2 separate regions of the Rattus norvegicus genome follow, and region 2 is linked to region 1. The links are chromatin contacts, called in public Hi-C maps. All regions are on one chromosome and are shown on one strand. Each heading gives the region's core, a stretch centred on a gene start, on an enhancer-like site or on the middle of the called end of the contact. The rest is flanking DNA. Distances are from core to core; before and after follow the strand shown.

Region 1 (3,943 bases), core at 380-2,879:
CCCCCCTCCCCCCACGACTCACTCCTCCCCTGCTTGAGACAGGTTCTTACAATGTAGGAATGTGCTGTACAGAACAGGCTGCCTCAGACTCAGACCAGACTGCCTCTCCCTTCTGGGCACTGAGATTAAAAGCCTAGGCACCGTGTCCCATTTGGCCTTGGACTTTTGATACTCCTGCTTCAGCCTCCAGTGTGCTAGGCTGACAGCCCTCGTGCGCCACCAGATCTGGCTTCCATTTTGACTTTTAGCCTGGTCTCTCGCCCCTCAGGCCAGAGGCTTCATACAAAACAATAGTCCTCAGGTCAATAAGAAAGCAAAGCAAGCAGGCCCTCTGTGGTTCCCTTCAGTAATATGTTTTGAACGTTTCCTGCTCACATAGGTGTATAAGGAGATAGATCTCTTGGACAAACATCATGTGAAGAATGTTGTTTCCAGTTAAAGGAGGAAGTCTGGGCTGTAGGGACAGTACAGTGTCAGTAAAAACACAAGGCTGGCTCAAATGTGCCATCACAGTGGGGGTGGGGGTGGCTGTTCCATACTGTCGGTTGGCTTGAACTTTAGACCTGTCACCTGCTCTTACAAACGGAAGGTGGGAGGCAGCATGGCCTCACAGGCAGCTTGGGTCTCAGAGAAAGTGTGAAAGGGTGGCTGATGGGACCTTGGTCTTGGCCTTGTCTGATGAGACTGAAACCTGTCCTAGGCTGTAATCAGCTAAGGCTGATGGAGTCGGGGGGCCTGCAGGAGTCAAAGTAGGGACATGCCTGTGGTAAAGCCACCCAGGGGTCAGCTGAGGTAGAAGGATCTGTCTGTGAAGGGACAGCTGAGATAAAGGTCTCCGGACAGAACTGTCCTCTGGGACTTTCCAAGGTGGATCCTGGATGGATCAGGCCTCTGCTGGAGTTCCTGGACAAAGTCTGATTGCCCACCCACCAAAAAATGTATGAGAGGTGGTGGGAAGTTAATGAGAATACATATGGGCTAGCACCCTGGGAAGTCTAGGTGAGCCTTGTCCCTCAGACTCCACAATCAGCAGCTCAGATACACTAAAGGGCTTTTATGGGGAGAGTGACAGGCTAGACACTTAAGTAGGACCCGTCATTGAACTTGCCCTCCGGGTCTGTAGTTCCTCAGACCTTGCTTCTCTTAGGGATACATACTCGTGATAGTGGCTGCACAAGACTCACAAGGAAGGCGCTGCAAGTTCAGATCCAACCATAAGTTTCCAGACGTCTTAGAGTCCATAAACGTAAGGATTTGGCAGACGAGAATCAAGTCAGTTTTTTGCTTTTAGATTTTTTTGGGGGGAAGACCGAGGCCTGAATTTAGGAATGTCAAATACATCAGCAAGGGGGCGGGCACTGGAACACCAGCTGGGCCATGCAAGGATTGAGGGGGAATAAGGTGTGCAGGGCTCCGCTGCACCAACACCCGACCAGGGGAAATGGCTAATAGATGCTCGACCAGCGAGTGCCCAGCGCAGCCGGCGCAGGCGCAGGCGCAGGCGCAGGACCAAGTCTTGGACGCTTGTACGCATGCGGGCCGCCGAGCTTCCGCCACGCCTGTCATGGCCTCTCTCCGGGCCGCTCTCGGCCCCACCCTCGCTGATGCGCCGTGAGTCACCTGACTCGGCTGCGGGTTGAGGAGACACACAAGGGAAGTGATCGTCGCGGGAACCAGATCGTCTGACCCAGGACCCCCGCGCGCCATGCCGTCCGAGAAGACCTTCAAACAGCGCCGGAGCTTCGGTGCGCGCCGCGGGCCCGGGAGTGGGAGATCTGGGTGCCGGGAGGGGTGGAGGAAGGGTCTCCCTGGTGGTGTCGTGCGGGGCTGGGACGCAGCGGGAGCGGGGGTCCGGAGGGGTCTGGGTCCCTGGCGGCTCAGTCCCCGGGGTAGCCCGGGCGCGCAGCGTCGCCCTGGCCGTCGGTCACCAGTGAGCTCGGCATTCCCTGCGGGACTGGAGACCCGACCCCACTGGCGGAGGACACCGCAGGCGGGGCGCGCTCGGCTGTGTCCTTAGTGGGTCCCAGGTCTGGGCGCCCTGCGATCCCCGGGGCAGCACCCAGCCCGCCTCTACTCCCGCAGTCGCCTGGGAACGTGTGTGTGGGAGAGGTGGCCTTTGTCTCATAACGGAAACTTAACAGCTGTTTTGTTTGTTTGTAGTGATCTTAAGTTATTCTGGAACAGTCTTCAAGAGAGGAGTGTGGGTGGGAAAAATAAGGCATGCACATTAGCTAGGACACGGGTCCCCAGAGTGGCCGGGGGTAATCTCTCCAAAGTTCCACCTGGCTTGCGATGTTTTTCCCTAGATTGCCTTTGCTCTCTCCCTACCCCAGCCATTCTGAAGAAAGCACCGGCGTCTGATGGCTGCTGCTTTCCTTGCTTCTGACTTTATTGGTCCTGACGGTGGGCACTGACAGTTTAGAGGTTTGCCACACAGGCGTTGTTTTAGCGGCCTCTTTGAGGAGGCCAAGGCTGGTTTTGCTCTTTTCCAGTGAGTTTGGAGTGATTTAGGTTGGAGCTCTGGAGTTTGCAATATCCAGATCGAGGGGATGCTGACTGGGTGGATGGATTTAGGGCTCACCCCCAAACCGACCCTTTGTAGCTGAAGCACCTGGGTGGGGCCTGGGGCGGTGAAGCTTAGGGTCCGCCTAGTGGCAGAGTCCCATTAGCTTTCTGTCATAAATTCTTATACTTCCAGTAAGTAGCAATCATCCCCAGTGATGGAAGGAGACTGAGGCAGCCAGGAGGCGTGTGGGTTTGCAGATTCTTAGTGCGGACTCTCTTGGCGTGTTTGCTCTCTGGACTCCTGGTTTCCAGAGGTTGAAGTGAAGGCATCTAAGCTCGGACACTGCTGGGCCCCTTCAGCGGGTCCCTGCCGTGTTGTGGCTTCTACTTGGTCGTTTGTCATCTTCTGTACAAGCCTGGGTGGGGGCTCTTGTGGGACGAGGAGATGCTGAAGCTGTCTCAGGTTGCTTGGCCCAGTGTGAGCAGAGAGACGATGAGTAAGTGTGCCATTCAGTTAGAGCTGGGCTTCAGTACAAGCTGTTGGCTCTGCACAGCTGTCTGCCCCGAGTGTCTCAGCTCTTGCAGGCCTCCTCCTGGTTCCCTGTCCCTGCGGCCAGCCAGGGCTGGCAGGTCCTATAGGCCACCAGTTTTGGCCGTTAGCTTTAGTAAAGACGACTATTCCTGCATTTCCCTTTGGGACAAATCAGAATGACATGGTAGTCTGTGGTGGTGGAGCCTTGCGGCCTGCATTTCTCCTCTTACCTGTGTTAACTGTTTCTGCCCTTAAAGCTCTGACCCTGCCCTCATCTCACTGTGTACCTAGGTTAAGGGTTTCTGCTGTCAGTGGTTGGTTGATTTAAACAGGGTCTCATTGTGTAGCCTGGGCTGGCCTTGAACCCTTGTGTCTTTCTCCTGAGCGCTGGGATTCAAGGTATGCTGCTGTGCCTGGCTTTTTGTTTGTCTGTGTTTTAAGACAGGGTTTTTCCATGTAGCCCCGATCAGGCTGGCCTCAGATTTGGATAGGGACCAGCCCGATGTGCAGGGATTAAATAAGGACCTGTGCCACACTGTTGCTCAAGCTGGCCTAGAACTTGCCAAGCGGGGCACCTTTTAAATTTTATTTTATCTGTGTGGGTCTTCGCCTACATATATGTCTGCACCATGTGCATGCCTTGTGCCCGTGGATGTCAGAAAAGGGAGTTACAGATGACTGTGAGTCCCTGAGGGTGGTGGGAGCTGAGCCCAGGTCCTCTTAGGGAGAGGCTGCTCTGAACTACTGAGCCCTCTCTGAAGCCTGAGGCGTAGAGCATGCCAGGTGCGTGCGTAGCTGTTTGTTTGCTAGAGTGAACTCAGTGCAGTGACTAAACCCTGGAGTAGTCAGTAGGCATACAGTGGAGGGTTGGTTCTTATGGAAAGTGGCCGGAAGCCGTGTGAAGAG
Region 2 (3,943 bases), core at 644-3,143, 230 kb after region 1:
GGATTTACCTCATTCCACGGTTTACACTCCTTCATGAAAGGAGGTTAGAGCAGGAACCTGGGGCCAGGAAATGAAGCAGAGACAAAGGAGGAAAGCTGCTTACTATCTACTTGTCTGTAGCTTGTTCAGCTTACTTTCCTAACGTCCCAGTGCCTCCCACCTAGGTATGGGCTGGATCCTCCAATATCACTAATCAAGACAAAACCCCCACCAATTTGCCTAGAAGCAGGTTTTTTTTTTTTTTCTTTTTTCTTTTTTTCGGAGCTGGGGACCGAACCCAGGGCCTTGCGCTTGCTAGGCAAGTGCTTTACCGCTGAGCTAAATCCCCAACCCCGAAGCAGGTTTTTAAAAATGCATTATTCCAGGGTTGGGGATTTAGCTCAGTGGTAGAGCGCTTGCCTAGCAAGCACAAAGCCCTGGGTTCGGTCCCCAGCTCCGAAAAAAAATGCATTATTCCATGTGTGTAGGTGTCTTGCCTGAATGTGTGTCTGTGGGCCATGTGTGTGCCTGGTGCCCACAAAGGCCAGACAGCCCTGAGTTCCAAGGTGGGTGCATAGAATAAAGCCTGGATCCTCTGGAAGAGCAACATATACTCCTAACAACTGAGCCATCTCTCCAGCTCCGTTCCAGCCAATCTTACGGAGGTATTTCCTCAACTGAGGTTCCTTCTTCCAAGATTATGAGGATGGGAGCCCAGGAAGTCCTGTGCCTGGCAGACCACTGAGCAAACCTCAGTCATCATAGCTGCCTCCATAGTCTCTTAGGTCGGAAAGACACTTAGCCCGAAGTTCGGCATGGATCTACCTGTAGCTCATGTAATAATGGATGCCTATAAGAATATGACGGTGAGGGGCTGGGGATTTAGCTCAGTGGTAGAGCGCTTACCTAGGAAGCGCAAAGCCCTGGGTTCGGTCCCCAGCTCCGAAAAAAAGAACCAAAAAAAAAAAAAAAAAGAATATGACGGTGAGGGTCCCAACCAACTCTTCTGAAACACTACACAGTTCCAGCGACTTGTTTGATTACTAAGTTCTACTTATACCACCTGCTAATGGGGACACATGCCTTCAATTCCAGCACTCGGGAGGCAGAAGCAACGGGAGTTCTCTGGGTTCTAGGTCAACCTGGTCTACAGAGTGAGTTCCAGGACAGACAAGAGAAACCCTGTCTCGAAAACGAACAGAGAAAACCCCCAACCCCTACATATGGCTCACTCCCTAGTGCTGCTGGAAGAAAATCTGCTCTCCTTTGGGGGCGGGGGCGGGGGCGGGGGCGGGGGCGGGGGCGGGGGCGGGGGCGGGGGCGGGGGCGGGGGCGGGGGCGGGGGCGGGGGCGGGGGCGGGGGCGGGGGCGGGGGCGGGGGCGGGGGCGGGGGCGGGGGCGGGGGCGGGGGCGGGGGCGGGGGCGGGGGCGGGGAGGTCGGAGGCGCAGGACCGTTATGGCTTTATTCCTGAAACGCAGACCTGGACAAAGCAGGAGTCACTCAACTTCAGTTCTCCTCCACTAAGCCTCACCAAGCTGCTTCACTCTACATACAGTAAGGGAGGCAAGCGGAACCGAACAGAAGAGGAAACGACGGGGTAAACGAGGAGTCTCGGGGCTGCAAAGAGACCCGGTAGAGAAGGCGAAGCCTGAAGGCGCTGGGCTAGGCATAGGCCTACCACCCTGGGACCCGGGGGACAACCTCGTTCCCGGTCTCCCGCTCGCAGTCGCTCGGCGTTCTACGCCCGCCCCTCCGGGTCCCGCTCACCTCCTCCTTCCGCGAGCGCTTGGACACTTTCTTCTCCATCTTGGCGGCCGTCTTCTCCGCGCCGCGGCCCTTCTTCTCTTTCTTTCCCTTCTTGCCCATCGCGCAGGTTCTGAAGGGGTACCTAGAGGCAACGGGAGGAAAATGAATGATGATGTTCTGTCCGGCCAAAAACGAGCGGCGCGCTATATGAACGTCACTTCCTGTCCGTTTTTCTAATGTTCCGTGGAGCAACCGACTCCACCAGTACTTAGGGTCCGCCGGCCCACGCGTCTCGGGCCGCGTTAGTATATATCCGCTCCCCAGCACACCAGCAAACTCTGGGTGACTTGTTTTAAACGCGAGGAAGTGGGATACTGGAGGTCTCATTCCGCAGAGGAATTTCCATGTACTTAGGGATTCCTGACCTGAGTTAAGGCAGCCCCTTTTCCTACCCCATGTAAAATGTGCCAGGAGCTGTCAGGCCTTTGTCCTTCTGGCGGCGTGACTCCACTGGACATGTCTTTCCATTGGGATATCCGGGCTGGTTATAGGTATCTACACTCCAACGGTGCTTGATTTATGGTCTGGCAAAATACGTGATAGGGAAATATGCCCCTGGGTTTGACTCAAATAGAATGGAAGAAGGACCGCGGTTTGAAAGAGCCGTGTGAAAATGTGCATTGCCTAGAGGGTGTCGTCTTTGAGCTGTAATCAAGGAACGGCTCAAAGTAAGGACAAGGGCAAGCAAAATATTGGCAAAGGGAACACATAGACGAGGAAATAATCTTCTTTCTTTCTCTGTGGGAACGCTGCCAAAGCACAGCCTTTAAAGAAACTGCCTTGGATCAGGCCAACCACTAATCATTGAAGCTCTGAGGAGGCGTGAGCTCCCAACTCAGTTCCAGATTTTTCCATAAACCTAGTTCTTCCAGAAGAAAAATTACTTTTGAGGAAAACAATGGTGTTGTGTGGTTTCTTTTTTCCTGAAGACAGACAAAAAGAAATGTGCTAGCTTTGGCCGCAGGTAAGCTAACACTGGAAGGATACAGAGATTTTAGCATGGTCCCTGCAAAAGGATGGATAACACTGCAAAAGGATGGATAACACGCAAATTCGAGAAGCGTTCCCTTTTTTTTTTTTTTTTTTTTTTGAGACCTGGTTTCCCTGTATAGAACTCACTCTGTAGAGCAGAATGGCCTCAAACTCACAAGAGAGCTGCCTGCCTACCCCTGCCTTCCCAGTGCTGAGATTAAAGGCTCTGCACCACTGCCCGACTGTATTCCATATCTTTCAAAGCTGAAATTGAGATTGTCTTCAGAAAGCTCATCTCAGTTAGAACCTATCTGAGGTGTGCATCCCTCAACAGCCCTACCTCACCCCCAAAGGAGAAGCCAATCAGGAAGTATTTTTACCATCCAAAAGCCTCTCTCTCTCTCTCTCTCTCTCTCTCTCTCTTTCTCTCTCTGTGTGTGTGTGTGTGTGTGTGTGTGTGTGTGTGTGTGTGTGTGTGGTAGGCTATCTAGGCAGAGTTTGGTGAGAGGAAAGAATCTGACCAAAATATATTGTATTAAAAATAAAAGTGGGCACTAATAAAGCAAGCCTTGAATCCCAGAACTCAGGAGGCAGAGACAGGTGGATATGTATGAATTCAAGGCCAGCCTGATCTATAGAGTTCCAGGACAGCCAAGGCAACACATAGAAATGTTGTCTCAAAAAAACATGATAGATAGATAGATAGATAGATAGATAGATAGATAGATAGATAGATAGATAGACAGACAGATAAACGTAAAGATCAAAGAAATTATTCCAAGTCCAGCTTGTTGAACTACTGAGTTGTCCGTTTGTTTGTTTTTACGGGAACATGGGTGACTCAAAGGCAGCCATGTCTCATAAAAAATCCCACCTGGGTTGGGGATGTAGCTCAGTGGTAGAGCGCTTGCCTAGCAAGCACAAGGCCCTGGGTTCGGTCCCCAGCTACTGAAAAAAAAAAAAATCCCACCTGGCACCGGTGGACGCTGGGTTATAAACACTGTATCACTCATGTCCTGGCAACCTTCCACCTCTTGTATAATCTGGCACTAAACCCCTTGCAGCTGCAGAGGCAGGAGGGAGGAGCGGCTGGAATCTCTAGTGAGAGTGTGTGGTGCTTCCCCTCCTTCTGTAAGAGACTATGGAAAGCCCCAATTTGTTAAGAGGCTATTAACATTCTCTACC

The links. A called contact is a pair of places that touch in the nucleus more often than the background predicts.
Region 2: a Hi-C map of liver shows a contact between it and region 1, with 4 times the contacts expected there. The contact joins the promoter of Klhdc4 here to the promoter of Map1lc3b in region 1. A contact is called at or near these places in 5 of 12 Hi-C or Micro-C datasets (Schwann cells, kidney, liver and 1 more) and 1 of 1 datasets of contacts at active chromatin or transcription factors (oligodendrocytes).

The regions. Positions count from the first base shown.
Region 1 is chr19:66,572,966-66,576,908 of GRCr8, forward strand. Map1lc3b (microtubule-associated protein 1 light chain 3 beta) reads left to right here and starts at 1,630. Exons shown (of 4, transcript NM_022867.2): 1 at 1,630-1,745. The coding sequence starts at 1,706.
Region 2 is chr19:66,800,678-66,804,620 of GRCr8, forward strand. It overlaps Klhdc4 (kelch domain containing 4), which reads right to left and starts at 1,894. Exons shown (of 12, transcript NM_001427547.1): 1 at 1,748-1,894. The coding sequence starts at 1,846.